Regions from separate parts of the Mus musculus genome. Here all the other regions are linked to region 1. Evidence: chromatin contacts called from public HiChIP or PLAC-seq and promoter capture Hi-C data. All regions are on one chromosome and are shown on one strand. Each heading gives the region's core, a stretch centred on a gene start, on an enhancer-like site or on the middle of the called end of the contact. The rest is flanking DNA. Distances are from core to core; before and after follow the strand shown.

Region 1 (2,700 bases), core at 68-2,567:
AGTCTCTGGGCAAAAGCAAGTTGGGAAGGCACTAGTTTCCCCCCCAATGTGTAAGGGGGTGGGGGAGCGTCCCCTTCTGAAATGCCAACCACCTTTCTGGCTGGTTCTTCCAAATCGTTTTAATGCTGCACTTCCCAACTGTATAATTTGAGAGAAGAGAGCTCACACATCTTGTTTCCTCATTGCACTCCAGGTTATCTCTGTCAGCAACCCCCTTAAGTAGCCTGTTCTTACCAAAGGTTCCCTTCCCCAGTATAATCCTTCCTAGGCCAAAGCTCAGTGTTTGGGGTGGAGTAGGGAAGTCAAAGGGTAATTTCATTTTAAGCAGTGAACCGCTGTGACATCTCCAAAGACAAGCACCCCAACGCCTGAACAGCAAAAATGCTGTTTCAGCAAACACTTTTTGAAAAGCGGCAGAGACCTGGTGGAAAGGAAAGAAACGGACAACAAGGAGAGTGGGGAGTGAGGGGAAAGTCAGTGCCACCGATCGATCGACGCTCACACTTCAAGGGACGTCCCCCACATCGCCCCAGCCCACGCTACCGGACTTAAAGCACACGGAGAAAAGACCGGCGCGTGATTCAGTGGGACAATGACTACTGTGGGCACTGGAAATAGGGTGAAGGCGGAAAGGGGTTTGCAGTGGGGTGCCCTGTGCATCCTACTCGGCACGCTGGTCTTCGAGACTCGATCCAGTTCCACGCTAACACCCCCCTCCCCTAAATTCTTCCAAAGTGAGAGCTGGTCGTAGGTCCTCACGCTGCCGCATCAGAGAGCTCGGGAAAGGGAGGAAGACTCCAGCCAGCAACCCCGCTGCAGGATGCAACTCGGGAAGGAAAGCAGTGGGGCGGCTCCCGGGCCACCGCCGGGTCCGGACGTGGGGCGCAACGGCCCCTTACCTCTAGGGTCCGGATCTCCTGCTGTGTGAGGTCGTTAGACACTGAGCACTTGGTGCGCAGCCCGCGCAGACTGCCGATGGAGATATCGATGAGCTTCTGCAGCTGGCCGCACTGCTGCAGCGCCCGGCTGACGGCGGCCCCTGCGCCCCCGTCCGCCGCGGCGCCCCCGCCGCCGCCCTCCTTTTTCTCGCCCATCGCTGCCGCGCGCAACGCCGCTCTATCCATGCCTCGGCATCGGGGCCGCTGGGGGCCGAGGCGAGGAGCCCGGGGACACGGGCGCCTCGGCAGGAAAGCCCCGAGCCAGGAAGGCTGCACTAGGAGCGCCCCTTGGCGCCGCCTAAGCCTGCAGTCCCGAAAGCCTGCTGCCCAGTCCGCTCCTCCTCCCGCCCAGACGCGGCGGCAAAGCGAAAGCCTCCACTACCCGACGGCTGTGGTTGTTGGAGCCTTTAAGCGACAGCGGGGGCCGGATCGGGGCCGCGACGCATTCTGGGACTTGTAGTCCGCGCATCGCATCTGCTTTCTGGCCCGCGCCCTCGGGGCCCCGCCCGCACTTCGGCCCCGCCTGACGTCTAGAAGGGGCTGCTCTGCGCCTGCTCCAATTCGTGCGCGTCGTGGTCTAGGGAGTTTGATTCCTTTACCCCCATCTCCCACTACTACACCCTTCTCACACACGCAAGCGCACACACATCAGTAGCTTTCCGAGACTGGCGAATGGGGTGGGGAAGGGGCTGATGGCTCAGACCCAGATAACCCCTGTCTTGTAGGATATTGAGGGTCCTAAAATTTTTGTATGAGTTTAGGGGTTACCATGTATGGGAATGCGCTAAAAGTGTAGCTCAGCGGCAGAACATTTGCCAGGCAAACACAAAGCCCTAGGTTTGATTCCCCAACACTATCAAAAGAAAAGAAAAAGAAACACCCACCTTCATCAAAATCTCACAACACCCGACGAGGCTGTGTTTGTGTTCACATAGAGCTTGACCCTGAATTGTCACACCAAAGTTACTGTGCAGGCAAGGAGAAAGGACTTTCTTCTGTGTTCTATTTACTCAACAAAATAAATTTAGTGCCCCCCATACCCTGTAGATGCCACATGGGCAAAATATTAATTTGTTGAACAGTTCTAAGAGTTTCGAGCCAGAGAGAACCTGGGTCTACCCAGTATGTGAACTTGGACAAATAGCTTTCCTCTGAGTGCCCAAGTTTCCCCTTCACATCAAATAGGGTAGTCATAGCCATCTAGTCTAGAGGGTTTCTTTAAAAAAGTTATGTTTCTAACAGCACCCATATTAACTGCTGGCATGTGCGATCAAGTATACATGCTAGCTCCTTTCTAACTTCACACTATCTAGATGAGACCCTGAGCCTCAGCAGTCAGTGGTCTTAGCAGTGGTGTTTCCCAGTCTGCCCTAATTTAAGCTTTACCACACCTGCTCATTCTCCTCTCCCATCAGTCCACCTCACATGTTCTAGCAATAAAAATGAAGTGAAAATGAGCCAGGTGGCAGTGGCACTCTGGAAGCAGAGGCAGGAGAATCTCTGTGAGTTCCAGGCCAGCCTGGTCTACAGAGCAAGTTCCAAGACAGCCAGGGCTACACAGAGAAACCCTGTCTCGAAAAAAGAAGTAAAAACTGAAGTCAAGTGTACACACTTTTAATCCCAGCACTCCAGAGGCAGAGGCAGGAGGATCTCTGTGAGTTCAAGACCAATCTGGTCAAATAGTGAATTCAAGACCAGCTTGGGCTACATATATAGTGAGGTCTTGCCTCAAAAACAGTGTTGGGTTAGACAGATAGCTCAG
Region 2 (2,700 bases), core at 175-2,674, 680 kb before region 1:
TGCCATGGTCGGATTCTACACTATTTACATCCTGCTCTTTCTCTCTCCCCACCAATCTAGAAGCTGTGGTGCCTGGTGGGGGGCTTCATCTGTTTGCTTCAGTGTTGTGTTCAGATCTCCACGGCACCAAGTAAGGGCACTCCTTTTTCACAGGCAATAAAACAGAAGCCCAGACAGACAGACAGACAGACAGACAGACAGGAAGTCTGAGCTGCTCAGCAACAGTGCAGATGTCTGTTCTCCAGCTCAGTTCCTACAACAGGGGCACTGAAGAGCACAGGCCCACACCCAGGGGCCTCCAGTCTCAGGCTCCTCTTGTCTCTACTCCACCCTCTAAGAGAACTGCAGAATCAGATCCCAGTCCTTGATGTGACACTAGCTCCAGGAAAGGCTCCTAGGACAGGAACAGGGGCAAGGGACAACCTATTAGTCATTAATGATAGCCAACAGCGATTAGGTCTAATAGCAACAGCATCCAGAAGCCTGAGGCAGGGGAATCTCTATGAGTCTGAGGTTAGCCTGGTCTGAAAGTATGTATATAAAATAATACTTTCAGTGTACCAAATCTCATTGTCATTTTCCAATACTTCCTCTCTCTCTCTCTCTCTCTCTCTCTCTCTCTCTCTTTTCTTTTTTCTTTTGGTTTCTTCGAGACAGGGTTTCTCTGTGTAGCCCTGACTGTCCTGGAACTCACTTTGTAAACCAGGCTGGCCTCGAACTCAGAAATCTGCCTGCTTCTGCCTTCCAATTGCTGGGATTAAAGGCATGCATCACCATGCTCGGCATTCTTTCTTTCTTGGTTTGTTTGTTTGTTTGTTTGTTTTGGACAGAACATCAAGCCTTGGTTAGCCTAGTATTGCTTAGACCAAACTGGCCTCACCTCTGGTGTGCTGGGATTAAAAGCACATGCCACTAGGTCCTGCCTTCACTAAGATTTTCTTCCAAGTGAAGGCAAGGTCAACGGATCAGTGGCAGAGCACAAGTACTCCAGTGTGGCCCACCAGGCTCTGGCTGTTCTTACACAGATGCACATGTGCCGAGAGGCAGATGCCACGCAGCTGGCATATCCAGTCTTGTGCGCTAATCCTGCGTGCCTTTCGACCTTACTTCCACATCTCTGGATTCGGATCATTAAGTGACTAATCTATAAGGTTGCCACGAGATAATATATTCAGAATTCCTGGCCCCAGAACAAAGTTACGTTGTCAATAAATGTTAGTTATTGATATAGTGATTATTCTTTTGAGTGTTCCGACGCCCAGGAAGGAGGGCTGCAGCACGGTAGTATCTTTGCGTTGCCTGAAGTGAGGACACACCACAGGGATTGTTTGGACGACACCCAGCCCAGAGTTCAGCGGACCAAAGCTTTTGAGACTGTCTCACGCTCCGCCCCTCTAGACTTTTAACAGAAGCACCCGAAGCCGGCGCAGGCGCAGACAGCACAGACTGGTCCAGGCCTCCCGCAGCTGGTTCCGAGGTGCTAGCCCCTCCGTGTTTGCGCATGGAGGGGCGCGTGAGCTCCGTGGGCTCGCCCCACAGTTTCCTCAACGCTCCCGTGCTTTTCCGCGGCCCCGTGGAGCCCCTAGTCTTCCTGGCCAACTTTGCCCTGGTTCTGCAGGGACCGCTCACCACACAGTACCTTTGGCACCGGTTCAGCACGGAGCTCGGCTACAATGGCACCCGCCACCGGGAGAACTGTGGGAACCAAAGCGCGGATCCCCTCATGAAGGTAGCAGGGACCAGAGCAGCTGTGAATACGGAGCGCGGCACGGGGCGGGGCCTGTGGAAGACGGGGTCCCCGAGGGGACGGGACACACGTGGCGTGGTGGGCGGGTCAGACCAAAGGGGGCCTGCCCTGGCTGGCTGCCTTGTGCTGGAGGTGTACCTAGAGAAAGCCTGGCTTGGAAAGTTATCTAGTGTAGCGACGGAGGGAATGCTTCTCCAGGGCCTGTTTTTACAAGTTGAAGGAACATTCCAAGAGGCTTAGGGCTCTAAAGCAAGGCTATAGCTCCCAGGATGGTGATGGTAGCTAACCAAAGTGAGGTCCTGCGCACTAGTGATTGTGTCTTTACAGGAAGTGGAGACCCTGACATCTCACTGGACCCTCTACATGAACGTGGGAGGCTTCCTGGTGGGACTCTTCTGGTCCACCCTGCTGGGAGCCTGGAGTGACCGCGTGGGTCGCCGCCCATTGCTGGTGCTGGCCTCTCTTGGTCTGCTGCTCCAGGCCGTGGTGTCCATCTTTGTGGTGCAGCTAGAACTGCACGTCGGGTTCTTCGTGCTTGGCCGAGCTCTTTGTGCCCTTCTGGGAGACTTCAACGGCCTCCTTGCTGCTAGCTTTGCCTCTGTGGCAGATGTTAGCTCTAACCACAGTCGCACCTTCCGGATGGCTCTGCTGGAAGCATGCATTGGTGTGGCCGGGACCCTGGCAAGCCTTCTCGGGGGTCACTGGCTCCGGGCCCAGGGTTATGCCAACCCCTTCTGGCTGGCTTTGGCCCTGCTGATTGTCATGGCTCTATACGCAGCATTTTGTTTTGGTGAGACGGTGAAGGAGCCAAAGTCCACCAGGCTTTTCACGCTCCGCCATCATCGATCCATTGCCCGGCTATATGTGGTTCCAGCCCCAGAAAAGTCCAGGATGCATCTAGCCCTGTACTCTTTGGCCATATTCGTGGTGGTTACTGTGCATTTTGGGGCTCA
Region 3 (2,750 bases), core at 75-2,574, 610 kb before region 1:
CCTCATGTTTTACAGGTAAAACCCACAACACTGGTCCTCAAACAAGAATTAAGTATATACATCAGCTTGCTAAACTAAAACTGACCCTGAAGAGATTTCAGTATGTCCTTGGAATGGTCGGGAGTGGGGGGCTTTCAGGAAGGTCTATATTGGTGCTATATTAAGTAGCATATCCTTTTGATGGCTTAATTGCTTTCAGTGATGGAACATGGAGGAAACGAGCTCCGGGAGTCTGACAGTAACACTACAATGCTAGACTGGTGAGCGACTGACCGCCTTACCTCAAAGCGGGAAAAAAATCAACTCCTCAACAAGTTTTAGCAAGTTCCTCACATACTTTGTGTGCAGTCCCATTTCCCCAGAATCAAGGAAGCACATAAACACGTTCTGCCAAATCAAAGAAACCCAAGTGACTAGGCTTGCCAACTGAGGAAGTCAAATCCGGAGCTAATCTATTCTTTTCCTCCTAAGAGCTACTTTGAGTCCTAGATGACGTCAGACCAGATTCCACCCAGACCAATTAGGTCCAAGAGTCCAATGGCAGGTGACGCCCTAGAAAGAAATTTCTGAGAGGATGAAGTTTCCACTGATAGTTTCAGGGCTCTTTCCTCAGGACTTCGCCTGTGGATAGAGGGGTAATCCTGGGGCTGGGGAACATACACGTGTCTCTATGGGAACCTAATGCGAAGCCAAGCAGAACAAAGCGCAAACGATCACGGTAGTTCAAAGACTTGGGGTTCTAAAGGAAGGACACGAGGTACGGCGAGGTGGGAAGGCTGATTTTGGCAAGAAAGGTCAGAAATCGTGGAAGCGGCTCTTATGTTTCACCCAAAGGCTCTCCAGTGGAAATGGAGAAACATCCCATGTCTCTCGTTGCAGTGTAGGCTGCTCTCCCGCCACACCCCTCCTCTTCTGAAAAACTGAGATCCGTGGTGCCTCCCATCCCCAGAAAAGACCTGAACTTCATCCCCGCGCGCCATCCCGTGCCTTTTGCCCAGGACTCAGCAGAGCCTGTCCTTCCCCTCTGCACCCGCACCTCTGGCTCTCACCGTCCGCGGGGACGCCTCTCCGAGTCTCAGTCAAGTAGCAAGCGGACTCGGTGCCACCTCTGGCCTGCGGCTGCCTGCAATCTCGGCTGTGAGCTCACATCCTGCGCCCGCCGACTCCGGAGTTACAGCCCAACCCTACAGATCGGGAAAGAGACTACAAGACCCGGCATGCACAGCGCGCGAGCTAGCAGTGGGTCGAAAACTTGACGTTTGACTTCCTTCTACTTCCGGGTTCGGGAACAAATCTACTTCCCGTGTCGTAGTCCCCGCCCCCTGAGCAAAGGCTTCTGGGCCTAGTGGGCAGTTATCGCGTGTTGCATCTATTTCCCAGCAAGCACCGCAGGGTGGGCGGATGCTGGTGCTTCTGGACTCGGGGGTGACGTGTGGCTCCTAGATCTTGTCTCCGTGGCAGCAGCCGGTTGCAGTTGCCGGAGAGAAGCTTCTACCGACAGTCGTCAGGGCCGCAGAGCGCTGCCGAGGCGGCTCGTCAGGTAGGTCGGGGACGTGGAGGACTTGGGACGGGAGGAGGCCGACGTGACCCAGCGCCGAGGATTGGCTGGACCGGGTGGAAAGCGGCGGTTTCCCTACCTCGGAGTTTTTAGGGATCGGGTTTACACTCAGCTCAGCCTGGCTCCCTCGATGTCACCGGTGAACCGAGGTTCGGACATTGCAGGAGTATAATTTAGTAAAGACAGCCGCGCCATTTGCCCAGTTCTTCCTGTGTCTACGCCTTCTCCAAACTCCACAGCTACAACTATTTGTTGTGCCTGCGGACCTGGGAGAGCCAGGGAGCGTAGAGCCAGGCACAGCCTTCATGCTTAGGAAACTCAATCCCACGTTCCTGGAGCATATTTGTGGTGGGAGTTAGGGGTGGGCTGGGGATCTGATAGCCCGCTATGTACCATATCTATCTTACCCATCTCTTTAAACTGTCCTTTCCAGCCATACTCTCGGTCCAATCCAGATCCATGGCAATCGTGTTTGGCTCCTTTCTTCACTTTTCTCCAAAGTGCTGCATTAAGCATTACTAAATTCTGTCAATTCAGACATCATCTGATCTCTGAACTCCCGTTCGGCTTCAAATCTTTTCTTCTGTTACAGCCTTCTGTTTCCACATGAATTCATTCATTCTGCAAACATTATCAGAGTGCCACTTACCTGCAGGCAGCCTGCTTAGAGATGCTTGGCTCACAGTGAGAAATTTGGAAAGGACGCCTCTATTCTGCTCTTCCCTGTTCCCTCTGTTTGGCCAAGGCAGTGAGTGATCTTTCCAACTCTGATCAATAAGCACTGCCGAAATCCACTGCTAGCGGTTATCATTATAAAAAATAATCCAAGTTCAGCTGGGTGTGGTGGCGCATGCCTTTAATCCCAGCACTTGGGAGGCAGAGGCAGGTGGATTTCTGAGTTCGAGGCCAGCCTGGTCTACAAAAGTGAGTTCCAGGACAGCCAGGGCTACACAGAGAAACCCTGTCTCGACAAACAAAACAAAACCCAAGTTCATTTACTCATCCAGCTATAGCCGGTTGCCAGCCTTGCTCCCTCTTGCTGTTTTGATCCCAGGACCCTTTGTGTCAAAATCTTCCAGCCTTAGGACGCCCCCATATGCTTTTCCCTATGCCCACAATGTCCCTCTCCCTTCTCTTAGAAGATTTTCTGGACGTGTTTAGGTCCCAGATTGTTTTTTCTGAAGGCTTTTGT
Region 4 (2,700 bases), core at 44-2,543, 570 kb before region 1:
CATGATGCAGTTTGTGTACAAGTCCAGAACAATCAAGTCCAGAAAGAGGTTCAGAGAAGCTACACTCTCAGTCCAGAGAGGAGACATCCCATACGCCACACAATGATTTTCAAACAATAAAAAAAATTTCCTCTTGGTTTAACTTGTTGTCAAACCCTTTTACAGATAACAAGATTATAAGAATGGCAATGTCTCCTAGCTCTTCATATAAGCTCTGCTTAAGTCTAAAATGTCAAAACTCAAACATCCACAGGATGAGATAACATGGGAACACAAATAAGAGCTGCAATCTGTTATTTCCAGTCACTACTGACTCTGCTAGTCTAGTTAAAGCCAGAATGCTTGGGCTGGTGAGATGGCTCAGTGGGTAAGAGCACCCGACTGCTCTTCCGAAGGTCCGAAGTTCAAATCCCAGCAACCACATGGTGGCTCACAACCACCCGTAATGAGATCTGATGCCCTCTTCTGGAGTGTCTGAAGACAGCTACAGTGTACTTACATATAATAAATAAATAATAAAAAAAAAAAAAAGAAAAAAAAAAAGATTTATTAAAAAAAAGAAAAAAAAAAAAAAGAAGCCAGAATGCTTCTCTTAGAGTAGTATTTTAAAATTTATTTAATAAACATAAAAATATTTTCTGTTTTTTAAACATAACACTGTAGCACTGGCTTGGCAGTGCAGAATTCTTGTGGCTCTAGCAGAGGACCAAGATTTAGATTCTGGCACCAACATGGTGGCTCACACCATCTGTAACTCCAATTCAACTGTAAAAATCCTATGCAGTGCTTTGCCTGCCCGAATCTGATGCCCTCGTCTGACCTTTGAGAGCACCAGGCACACATGCGGTACACAGATAAACAGGCAGGCACAATATTCAAACACACAAAGTAACAGAAATAACAACACATAAAAGTTAGCAGTACTTACTGGATCAAAGACCAACATCCTGCAAAGCAGGTGAACAGCTTCATGTGTGGCCTGGCTGGAGAGGGTGTAGAGCACAGGAAGAGATGGCTGTAAGAGAGCAGAAAATTCAGATAGTTAAGCCTTATGTATTATATATGTAATACAGTTAATTTGTAGCAAGCCAGTTCAAAAAGATGTGAGCTGGGTGTGGTGTGGCATGACTTAATCTCAGCATTCAGGAGAGAGAGGCAGGTAGATCTCTGTGAATTCAAGGCTAGCTTGGTTTACTTAGTGTCAGGCCAATCAGGGCTACACCGTAAGACTGTGTCTCACACCAGCTCCAAAAACAAACAAACAAAAACCTCAAAGGGAATGAGTTTCGCCACACTCATCAAGCTTCAAAAGGGAACTCTCACTGACTTTATCTGGCCAGAGTACATCAACAGCACAGTAGGGCAGAGGACAAAAAGTCTTGACAAATGAAAAGTGATCCAATAAATCAGATGGCTTTGATAAGAAGGGAAGAACAAACATGCTTAAAGATGGAAAAAAGACACTAAAAATTTGACCTCATGCAGAGTTATGGACATCAAATGTAGGAAGTAAGTTGGGTGTGAGGTTCTAAGTGCTAAGTCATGAGTGCTCTCTCTAGGTGGCCGTGCCTGGCTGAAGGAGCGTCTTGGGAGGGTGTTCCTTTAGTTCCCATCCAACTATCAAGAGGTTTAGATTTTAGCTGGCAGCAAAGGGCATGTGGTTTAGCCAGTGCATTAGCTGCACACTGGGTAGATAGCAGGATGCACTCTGGGGTCACACAAAGGAAAACTCTTCCTGAACAAACTCTCAATTACCCTGAGTCTGCTGAAGGTCAGACACGGTCCCTGCAGGAGACAGGACTGCTTTACTAAGCTAAGCTTTCCTACAGCTAAGAGTCTAAGTTATAAAAAACACAATATAATAAAAATACTATGCAGAGCTTTGCCTGCCCGGAACCCCTGACTTACAGTGAACCATTCTTCCACTCTCAAGCCTTGTGGTTTGCTTGGCTGGATTTTCTTCTACCAGTTTCACAGACAGGCACCTCACTCATACTTAGCCAACTGAGTAACATTATTTTTTGAGGACCAAGCCTGGCCCCAGGATAGATTCATAGTTTAAACCCCACCAGAGACAGGCAATAGAATGACCAGGCCAACACAGCCAACCCTTTCCCCCTCTTTCCTGACTTTATTATTTAGAATAAGAAAGCTGGCCATTCATTAATGTTTAGCCTGTTGTGTCTACAAACTCTCCTGCCTCTGTCTCTGGAGTGCTGAGATTACAGATGAGCATCTCTACGCTTGGCCAAGAAACTTCATTTTGTTTCTGGAGTCAACTCTCAGTGCTAGGTGCCTGGGCCAGATTTTACTTTATTTTTTTAATGTCTATTGTTCAGAGAACCCTGTGCAAGCTCAGCTTAGAGGGTGATCACTCCATACCCACAAGTGCCTGTGGGTCAGTTAAAGCCTACACCAAATTTGATGCCAAGAGGGATGCTCTGAACCTTGAGATGGTGTCAAGACCAAACGAATGGTTGAGGTCAGCATCGTCAACATTCTGACTAACCACAGCAATGTGCAGGAACAGGACATTGCCTTCACCTATCCGTGCTGAAGTCAGTCTTATCTGGCTACCTGGAGACAGATTTCAGGCCTATTGAAGACACCTGCCCAGTACGATGCTTTTGCACTGAAAGCCTCTGGGAAGGGCCTGGGGACAGATTGAGGGCTTCCTCATCGAGACCATCTGCTCAAGAA
Region 5 (2,909 bases), core at 226-2,725, 820 kb after region 1:
TAACAGGAACATCTAGTTCCTGAACACAGTTATCTTCCACAGGCAAAGCACGCATTCTCTTACACACTTACTCTATGCTGTTACACACTTACTCTATGCTGTTAAGAACATCCACATACAGTTTTAAACTTTCAGGAAAATCACCTCAGTTGCCAAGATCATTACTGTTCCCACCAGCAAAGTAAATAATGCCTAATGCTTTTTATTATTTATACATACTAACAAAGATTTCTCCTCCAAATTTAGGCTACTTAGGGGCTTGTCTTGGGGTGTGTGTGTGTGTGTGTGTGTGTGTATGTATACATTCTCTAGAATCAAACTCAAGGCGTTGGCATGCTAAGCAAGCACTCTGCAATGCTCTTAGCTTCAATGCTTAGGTTTTTGTTAACCAAATCTCTATCCTAAAATCTTGGGTCTATTTTCAGCATGTAAATTCTTAAAACCTAAATTGTCTCTAACTAAATATTACGACAAAGGAGTGAGCATACATGTGTTCTAAGAAAAACAGAATACTCAAGACAATATTTAAGAATGGTAACACATTTAGCACCGCGCCCCCCTTGTTTTTCCAGACAGGTAGCACTCACAGGGATCCGCCCACCTCTGCCTCCCAAGTCCTGGGATTGAAGGCCGGTGCCCTGACTCCGGGCAACATTTAGCACTTTCTAAGCGTCCTCGCGGTGTTTCCTAACGTTTTTCTTTGCGGATCCTACACTCACACTACTACTGCACTTTTATCTAGAGTCATAGAAAAGTAAACTGTTACAGAAAATCACTAAAAGTAACTGATTTTACCAAATTACCAAATGCCAACTATATTCCGTGCCCTGTGGCAGAGCGCTAAAGAAGCATAGGAAATGAATTGAATGGTCTTCAGTCTATAAGTTTAGTTAGGGAGACCTACCCACTCCCCCTGGGCTTCCGTGGCGCTGTACTCGACTATCTAAAGCTGTATACCCCAAACTTTTAAACTATAACCATTTTCTAATCGGAATTCTCCCGCCATTCACACTGCCCAGTATCCTTGACGGGCTAGGATCCTGGCTGGATCACCTTTACGGCCGCAAGACCCTGACCATTGGATGACGGTCAGTAGGAAGGGTAAACGGACTGATTATGGATCGCATTGCAATACGTTAAAGTTGAATTCTGACCGTGGTCAAATTCCAGCCACGGACTTTTCCCTCTGCTAGCATGGTAGCTACAAACAAACTCAGAAAAGTCAGCACGCCGGTCCCCGCCACACACTGGCCTCAAGCTCCCCTCCGGCCTCCCCGCTCCTTCCTCTTCCCTGATCCTCTCTCACTTAATCTCCGCGTGACTGAAGAGTCCGATGCGCTCCAGCTGTTCCAACTCCGGGATTCGATCTTCTATACGTTCCTGAATTATCTCCGCCATGAGGCTGGAACTTCACAAGCAGCCGGGCGGCCGATAAGCGTAGAGAACAGCCACCTTTCAGCCTCACTCTTAGTGATTGACTGAACGTGCTTCGTAAGTCCCGCCTTTTCCGCTTCCGCCATTGGGGAGCCCCTCTTTTCTAGCGAAGCCGCTGTCGCCTCCCTGTGGTTGACTATAGGATTGCAGCAAGAACCTTTTCCGGTCTGGGAATGCATCTTTTGCGGGGGCGGGGCTGGGGGCGGGGCTAAATCCTCGCGCCTCGGAGACCGGAAAAAGCTCCTCCCGGAATACCTGATAGGAGCTTTAAGTACGCTACCTGGAAGTCATTTGTTTTTATCATGCTCCTGTCGCAGGTTCTCGCTTCTCGTCACCGAGAACACTGAAAACTAAAAAATGTAACTGAAGACGATATTGTTAATTATGCAAATTCGATGAGGCTCTAAGGCTGCGGACCAGCTGCCCTGGTCTTAGTCGGCTGGCTTCACGAAACCAGTATGGTAACCGTGCATTTTCACGTCCCAATGAAAGCCTCTGAATGGTTGGTTCTTTTTAAAATGGTGAGAAAAAATGTATTATTTAAATAATTAGGGCCATCGTGCTACCTAGCCTGGCAACCTAAATTCGGTAGAAGGAGAGCACTGACTCCTGCAAATTATCCTCTGATCTCAACACGCGTTCTATGGCGCGTGTGCCCGCCCACGTGAATACACACACGGTTTTTAAATTAAAAATAAATATCTTGACCTATGTAGACAAAATACTTCAAAATTTTAGGCACTGGATAAATAGCAGAAACTGTCATTTGTTTTAGAAAACAATGAAAAGTTTGAAAGTTGGTGAAATAGATCAATATTTACACAGATCTTCCTTACAACATTGTCCAAGCAAATTAGTGTTTCTAAGAGATCCACCTTGGAAGCAACATTGCTGTATAATTACTACCACCTTAAAAAAAAAATCTGTGGTTCCCTTCTCTGTTAAGTTCTGGAAGATGATAAAAAGCCAAAGCAGGGCTTCTTGCTAGACCTGTTATTAGAACACTCACGTCGTTACCCCGGTCTTCTACGTGATTTATGAGAGGGAACTAGACTTCATAGTCACCCAGAGCCACCCAGCTCCTTGCTTTCCTTCCCTTTCTGTTTCACATCTTGTCCCACTGGCCTCAGAACTGACACAAAGGTCAATGTGAGCTTCATCACTTCCCAGCCCTTTCAGATCTAAGATCTGAGACATGGAAGGAAATCATGTATGTAAATTAAAGATGCAGTTTCCTTGTAATAGTAACGCAGGACTTGTTGTTATTAGTCAGAATGGGGATGACTGTGAACAGCAAGTCCAGTGTGGGCAGGAAGCTTGTAATAATAAAAAAAAAAATCAACAAATAAATGCGCAAGTGTAAGGCATTTATAACGTTTCTTTAAGTTCAAGGAAGTCAACAAGCCTGACAGATTGTAATCCTTCCTTTCCAGACAAATTTGACAGAGAGTAATGAGCTAACTACAGTTCTTTGT
Region 6 (2,844 bases), core at 326-2,825, 820 kb before region 1:
CTGATTGTGGTGGTGGTGGTGAGGTGAGATCTGAGTTTTCCTGAGCTTCAAGTTTTGTGGAGGAAGGGTTCACCTGGCTCACCATCCCTAGCTCAGGCTCCTACCTGCTGATTTCCAAAGCTGGAGTTGTTGTTAGAGGGCCTGGGGGTGGAGAGGAGGGTACAGGTCTTCCAGGGACTGACACATTAAAGGATCCAGCAGGATGAGAAACTCCATTTTGTGCAAGGCTCAAAGGGGACAAGCAGGGATCAGAGTGGGCCAGTTCTCCTCCATCTCTGAAGAATGTGCACTTAGGTCTTTTCCAATAAGGAAACCTTCCAAGCCTCGGGGCTACAGAGCTGAGTGTCTAGAAGCTTGCCAAGGGCTATGACCCACTTCCATGTAGAGAAGGGATTCATCGGAGGGTTCTGGACTTGTTAGAACTGATAGGGCTTTGTGGTGAATGATTACCCCTGGGCTAGAGTGTGAGGTAGGGTGACACTAGACAGATGTGCACTGGAAAAGTCATTGATGTTCTGCTCTGTGTGGCCTGACCTTATAATCAAAGCAGCTAACTCAGCAATTTCCATATGCTTCTGCCAGGCACTGTTCTTCTAACCATTATTATATGCATTAACACAGCTCTGTAAAGTAGGTACCATTGTACTTTTCATAGGAGGAAACAGGCTTCAAAGAGAGGCTGAGAGGCTATTTAGGATTCGAACAGCAGGCATTACTATATAGAGGCTGTGCTCAGGAATTTTTCAATGAAGCATCCTCAATCGCTCGAATTGGAATCGATTTTTAAATCCTAGTCTATAGTCTCGGCTAGTTGGGAGGCTGAGGTATCAGACATTAGGGACAGGATCACTTTAACCCTCTGGATCGTATAGGGAGATCTGTCTCAACATTAACTAAAATAAAATTAATCACATAGTAGCCAACCATGCTAAAAAGTTACCGTTTTGTCAGTTTTATCTTTAAGCTTTGAAGAGCTGGTGCTCTGAAGAAAAGACCTATGTTAGAAATGACATTAGGGGCTGGTGAGATGGCGCAGGGGGTAAGAGCACCCGACTGCTCTTCCAAAGGTCCGAAGTTCAAATCCCAGCAACCACATGGTGGCTCACAACCACCTGTAACAGAGATCTGATGCCCTCTTCTGGTACGTCTGAAGACAGCTACAGTGTACTCACATATAATAAATAAATAAATCTTTAAAAGAAGAAAAAAAAAAAAAAGAAATGACATTAGAAAACTTTTCGGGAGTCAGGTTCTTGATAAGCTCGACTTCATTTAAGTAAATATTCCCCTTCCGCTGAACGTGGTGGTGCATGTAATCCCCTGCATTGGAGAGGGCCCAGAGTCCGAGGCCAGCCTGGGCTACATGGAGATTATCGCCTTCTCTAAACTGGCGTTGTAGAGCTAAACAGTACCAGGTGCACTCAATGAAAAGCCAGGGTCAGATTGAAAGTGTAGCCGAGCGCGTACCCTCTCACGGGCTCCGCCTGCGCACTGGCGTGCGTCAGCAGTGTTGCTCGTGATTGGCAGCGGTCGCGCACCGTGGTCCCGCCCCCTCATTCTGGAGTTTCCGATTGGAGAAAGCTCATGAGGCCCCGCCCCATCGGCGACCTGGGCAGCCGGAAGGGACCATGGCGGCCGCAGGAGCTGCGGCCACGGACCTAGGTGCGGTGGATTTCAGGTGGAGGGCGCAGTGGGGAGGTCTCGCGGGCAGAATGTGTGGGTGGGGCGCGAGAAGCCTGACAGCTCCCTCCAGCCTGGGGTTGGGGGTCCGCCACGCGGGAGCGGCTTGCTCGGGGTTCCCGGCCGCCCGCACTCCTCCACGATCCCGGTGTGGCGGGCATCGCACCCTAGTTCCCGCGTCTTAGTCGGCCCTCTGTGCCCTCAGAGGTGGTCCGGGGCAAGCGTTCCGCGCTTTTCTTCGCCGCGGTGGCCATCCTTCTGGGACTGCCGCTCTGGTGGAAGACGACGGAGACTTACCGGGCCCCATTGCCTTACTCAGACATCAGTGGGCTGAATGCTCTGCTGGTGAGACTGGGTGGGGAGAACCGGGGCTGGGGGACCGGGGGGCAGCCCAGCTGTAAGGTGCAGACATTGCTAAAGACCCCGATGCCCCTCATCCCTCGCGCAGCTCCGGCTCATGGTGCCAGTCACAGTTGTGTTTACTCGGGACTCTGTGCCCCTGGACGACCAAGAGAAGCTACCTTTCACCGTTGTGCATGAGCGAGAGATCCCTCTGAAATGTGAGTTCCCATGAAGAGGTGTCAGGGCTGCTTTTTCCATCTGAGCCAGGCCCAAAACCCAGAGTTGGAATGCATAGGAGGGGCGAGGGCGACTCATAACTTACTTTAAAATGTTTTATTACATTTACTTAGTGTGCGCGCGCACATGTATGTTTGTGTGGATGTCTGTGCTGTGGAGCATCTTGTGGAGGTCAGAGGATCACTTGCGAAAGTCATTTCTCCTCCCACCATATGGGTCCTGGTCTTGGGGATCCAACTCAGGTCATCAGGCTTGGTATCAAGAGCCATCCGCCTGCTTCCCCCAAATCCTAAGAAAAGAGATCTCCTTTGGAATGTTCACTTGGGGGTTTGTGTTAGTCTAAAGTACAGTGCCTGTCCTTATGACAGTGATTTATGTCATACGGTAAATTATGCCACCTTATCCTTAGCAATTGATACCCATCAGTGCATAGGGAAAGCAGGTTGTAGCTGAAAGAAAACGGGAGTTTGAAGTTACATCGGATGTGTATTCAGACCTTTGTCATTTTAACATCACACACTGTATTGTTAGGCACTTTGTTAGGTACCAAGAACTTGAGGGTGAATAATAAATTGGTAATATTTT
Region 7 (2,700 bases), core at 107-2,606, 630 kb before region 1:
TCTAGACAACTCACAATCTTACTGCCTCAGCCCCTTGGGTTTCAGGTACGTGCCATGCCCAACCTTGTGATCATTTTCTTTCTCTCCTTGTGTTTATTCAATTATTTTTCATTTTACTCAAGATAACTTTCAACTAGGAAAGATTTAGGACAATTCCACCTAAGTATTTTTTAGTGTCATAGAGTGGACTTTAACTGTCAGTCTTCGTTACCAACCCTACCTCACCACTACCAATGGTAGGTTATTTCTGTGAAAATAATAGATCTGTCCTAGTCAGGATTGGGTTGTGATGCTAAACACTCAGCGGACACTGTATTAGAGGATCTTTTTCTAAGATTCTCTTAAGTCTAAATAGTTGATCATCTACCCTTTGCACTTCTGGCCAGGATATGTTAACTCTGGCAAGGTAAGTTACATGCCAGTTTACCCTATTCCCTACCTTAACATAAGTAAATAGGTCTGAAAAGGAGAAATGACTTCTTTACAATGTCTAGAACTACATGCGACTCAATCCAGATCTTTCAATAGTTTTTGTTGTTGTTACCGTTTCCCTACCCTCACCCCTAAACTGGGGCTTGCACCTTTACCTTTGAGATGGAAGGAAAAAAAATCACTTTTTCCAAACACGATATGCTCACTATTGATATATGGCCCTCAAATGGAGAAACTCAACCTGTCAGATAGTACTGGGCTACAATCTCGACTTCCTAAAAAAATTCACATGGACTTAGGTGGCACTAAAAGAGGACTCAACAAAATCTGAAAATACGTTTTGTAACACACTAAGAATTTTCACGGAAGTTAAGATGGAAGTAGTAAACCTGGGGTTTATGAGAAGGCTTTTGGACTGGATATATGAGAACTCGGTAGGCACTCGAGAGTGATGGGGGGAAAATACGCCTCAGAAGGGATTAGATCTGAAAAGAACGCGGCGACTCTTGAATGGGGACCGCTCACTTCTTTCTCTCAGGTGCTGATGCAGATCTCGGATGAGACGGAATGAAACCAGGCGCCGGGGTCCCGTGGCATTATCACTGCCCGCGTGTTTCTTTCCCAGAGCAGCCTCGAGCTGGGCACGCAGCTTCCGGGGGAGCTGCTCCCGTTCCAGTTCTCCGCCAGGACCCAAAGCGCGAACCAGTCGTTCGCCGGCAAGCAAGGAAGACGCCATTTCTGCCTCACGCTCTGATCAGGTGATCCCAAACTCGGACTTCCGCTCACAGGCGCCGGATGTAGCTGGAGGAGCCCACGCGGCCGCGGGGGGCGGGCCCGAGGGGAGGGGCTTAGGCGCGGGGCAGTGTGGGGCGGGGGCGGGACGGCGCCCCGCCGCGGGTCGGGCCCTGTGTCAGCAGCCGAGCGGGCGCTCGGGCGGGACATGGCTGGTTGTGTGGCCCGACGGGCCCTAGCAGTGGGCAGCCGCTGGTGGTCTCGGTCGCTGGCCACGACCCGAGGGTCGAGGCCACTGTGTGCGGTCGGTGGAGCAGGGGGCCTTCCGCCGGTGGCCACAGCGACGACCCGAAGGCATCTGTCGTCCCGGTGAGGGACGGAGAGAGGGGGCCAGGGAGCCGGGCCCAGAATCTAGGGAGCGTTTTCTACCTAGCTACTAAGGAAGCCAGGAGGCCTGACTCTGTTTGGGCAGCCGGAGTGCCACCTGAGAAAGGGTCCCGAGGAGAGAGCCGACACGGGCTGCTTGGGACATGTGCCAAGAGCAAAGAAGGGAGCACTGCCCAGGGCCCTGGCAGTGCAGGGCAGCTCCGAGGGAGAACAAGTAACGCTTCTTAGGCGAATCCTGCCTCCCAGGCTGGGGTCCCCGGCACCTGGAGTGGGCTGCCATTTAATACAACTACAGGGATCCCCGGGCCCTTTTGGGTCAGTGACTCTCAGAAATATGCTATTCTGTGGGAAACAAGTCGATTTAAGTGTCTACCTTTGTGGGTCCTGTTTCCATGTGACCTTGGGGAGACTGATTTTGCCCATGTGACTTGGGAAATAGGGGTTGAGGCTCGGGGGGGGGGGGGCGGTGTAAACAAAGCCTTGTAGGGATCAGACAGGATTGAAAAGTTGGCTATGAAGTTAACATTTCCAAAGTAACATTACAGTGCTTTGATGGATCCATAGCAAAATTAATCCTATTTAAAAGGATAAGTTGATGGAAATGACCTGATAGTGGTTAAGGGAGGTATTTGCTATTTAAGACAAGTAAATGTGAAAAGACACTGGGTGGAGACACGGCAGTGCTAAGTGTACTGTGTGGGGTACCTTTGAGAATCTAGAAATGCTAGGTCCTGAGGTCAGGGTAAAGACTTAGAATTTACAGCACAGTTGAATGTGTAGGATTGGGAGAATCATGCTGTGTAGCCAGATGGGCCCAGAACCTGTTATTTTCCAGCCTTAGCCTTAAGAGCCCTGGGATTACCGATGTGTGGAACCATTTTTGGTTCAGAACAATTCTTCCAAGTAGCAAATGCCAGGCTTAGTGAGTATACTGCCAAGCAGCAGTGGGTAAAAGTAGAGACAGAAGAACTGCTTGCCTCAGAACAAATGCTTTTTGAGCACCTCTTACACACTAGGCATGTCTCTCAGGTCCTTAATGGACTCAAGGCATGCATACCAGGAACTGAAATGCAAAGTTGGAAGGATGGTTAACATGTGGGGGGGGGGGAAGACCCGGAGGGTGGGTGAAGGTGTGCATTGAAACAGGAT

Evidence for each region. Promoter capture Hi-C pulls out the DNA fragments that hold promoters and counts their contacts. HiChIP or PLAC-seq counts read pairs in DNA pulled down with a chosen protein or histone mark.
Region 2: a promoter capture Hi-C map of embryonic stem cells shows a contact between it and region 1, with 2.8 times the contacts expected there. The contact joins the promoter of Slc46a1 here to the promoter of Ksr1 in region 1. A contact is called at or near these places in 2 of 39 promoter capture datasets (embryonic stem cells and pre-B cells).
Region 3: a promoter capture Hi-C map of pre-B cells shows a contact between it and region 1, with 3 times the contacts expected there. The contact joins the promoter of Ift20 here to the promoter of Ksr1 in region 1. A contact is called at or near these places in 7 of 39 promoter capture datasets (cranial neural crest, embryonic stem cells, hematopoietic stem and progenitor cells and 4 more), 3 of 484 Hi-C or Micro-C datasets (CD4 T cells, embryonic stem cells and uterus), 9 of 115 datasets of contacts at active chromatin or transcription factors (astrocytes, embryonic basal ganglia, embryonic forebrain and 5 more) and 1 of 9 other capture datasets (liver).
Region 4: a contact with region 1 is called in a promoter capture Hi-C map of liver, with 2.4 times the contacts expected there. The contact joins the enhancer-like site here to the promoter of Ksr1 in region 1. A contact is called at or near these places in 4 of 39 promoter capture datasets (the C10 cell line, hippocampal neurons and liver) and 4 of 115 datasets of contacts at active chromatin or transcription factors (craniofacial prominence, embryonic midbrain, embryonic stem cells and 1 more).
Region 5: a promoter capture Hi-C map of pre-B cells shows a contact between it and region 1, with 3 times the contacts expected there. The contact joins the promoter of Utp6 here to the promoter of Ksr1 in region 1. A contact is called at or near these places in 3 of 39 promoter capture datasets (liver and pre-B cells), 1 of 484 Hi-C or Micro-C datasets (CD4 T cells) and 1 of 115 datasets of contacts at active chromatin or transcription factors (pro-B cells).
Region 6: an H3K4me3 HiChIP or PLAC-seq map of embryonic forebrain shows a contact between it and region 1, with 2.8 times the contacts expected there. The contact joins the promoter of Pigs here to the promoter of Ksr1 in region 1. A contact is called at or near these places in 2 of 115 datasets of contacts at active chromatin or transcription factors (embryonic forebrain and pancreatic cancer cells) and 1 of 9 other capture datasets (adipose tissue).
Region 7: an H3K4me3 HiChIP or PLAC-seq map of embryonic forebrain shows a contact between it and region 1, with 2.6 times the contacts expected there. The contact joins the promoter of Poldip2 here to the promoter of Ksr1 in region 1. A contact is called at or near these places in 3 of 39 promoter capture datasets (hippocampal neurons, liver and pre-B cells), 4 of 115 datasets of contacts at active chromatin or transcription factors (astrocytes, bone marrow-derived macrophages, embryonic basal ganglia and 1 more) and 1 of 9 other capture datasets (liver).

Annotation. Positions count from the first base shown.
Region 1 is chr11:79,145,156-79,147,855 of GRCm38.p6, forward strand. It overlaps Ksr1 (kinase suppressor of ras 1), which reads right to left and starts at 1,318. Exons shown (of 19, transcript NM_013571.3): 1 at 900-1,318. The coding sequence starts at 1,124.
Region 2 is chr11:78,464,277-78,466,976 of GRCm38.p6, forward strand. It overlaps Slc46a1 (solute carrier family 46, member 1), which reads left to right and starts at 1,425. Exons shown (of 5, transcript NM_026740.2): 1 at 1,425-1,729; 2 at 2,075-2,700. The coding sequence starts at 1,502.
Region 3 is chr11:78,535,037-78,537,786 of GRCm38.p6, forward strand. It overlaps Ift20 (intraflagellar transport 20), which reads left to right and starts at 1,325. Exons shown (of 6, transcript NM_018854.5): 1 at 1,325-1,540. Tnfaip1 (tumor necrosis factor, alpha-induced protein 1 (endothelial)) reads right to left here and starts at 1,224. Exons shown (of 7, transcript NM_001159392.1): 1 at 1,050-1,224.
Region 4 is chr11:78,573,913-78,576,612 of GRCm38.p6, forward strand. Nlk (nemo like kinase) reads right to left here. Exons shown (of 11, transcript NM_008702.3): 8 at 929-1,015. It also overlaps the pseudogene Gm17235. Among named protein-coding and RNA genes, the nearest start is that of Tmem97, 25 kb to the left of the region's middle. Within about 2 kb of position 1,294, at least 8 of the 459 cell types and tissues checked have an H3K27ac peak or open chromatin away from gene starts, as enhancers often do. A contact at or near this core is called in liver, where this site is marked.
Region 5 is chr11:79,960,912-79,963,820 of GRCm38.p6, forward strand. It overlaps Utp6 (UTP6 small subunit processome component), which reads right to left and starts at 1,476. Exons shown (of 19, transcript NM_144826.3): 1 at 1,307-1,476. The coding sequence starts at 1,398.
Region 6 is chr11:78,326,847-78,329,690 of GRCm38.p6, forward strand. It overlaps Pigs (phosphatidylinositol glycan anchor biosynthesis, class S), which reads left to right and starts at 1,576. Exons shown (of 12, transcript NM_201406.1): 1 at 1,576-1,662; 2 at 1,886-2,025; 3 at 2,129-2,240. The coding sequence starts at 1,629. Aldoc (aldolase C, fructose-bisphosphate) reads left to right here. Exons shown (of 9, transcript NM_001303423.1): 9 at 1-935.
Region 7 is chr11:78,510,940-78,513,639 of GRCm38.p6, forward strand. Poldip2 (polymerase (DNA-directed), delta interacting protein 2) reads left to right here and starts at 1,357. Exons shown (of 11, transcript NM_026389.3): 1 at 1,357-1,533. The coding sequence starts at 1,373. Tmem199 (transmembrane protein 199) reads right to left here and starts at 1,229. Exons shown (of 6, transcript NM_199199.3): 1 at 958-1,229. The coding sequence starts at 1,168.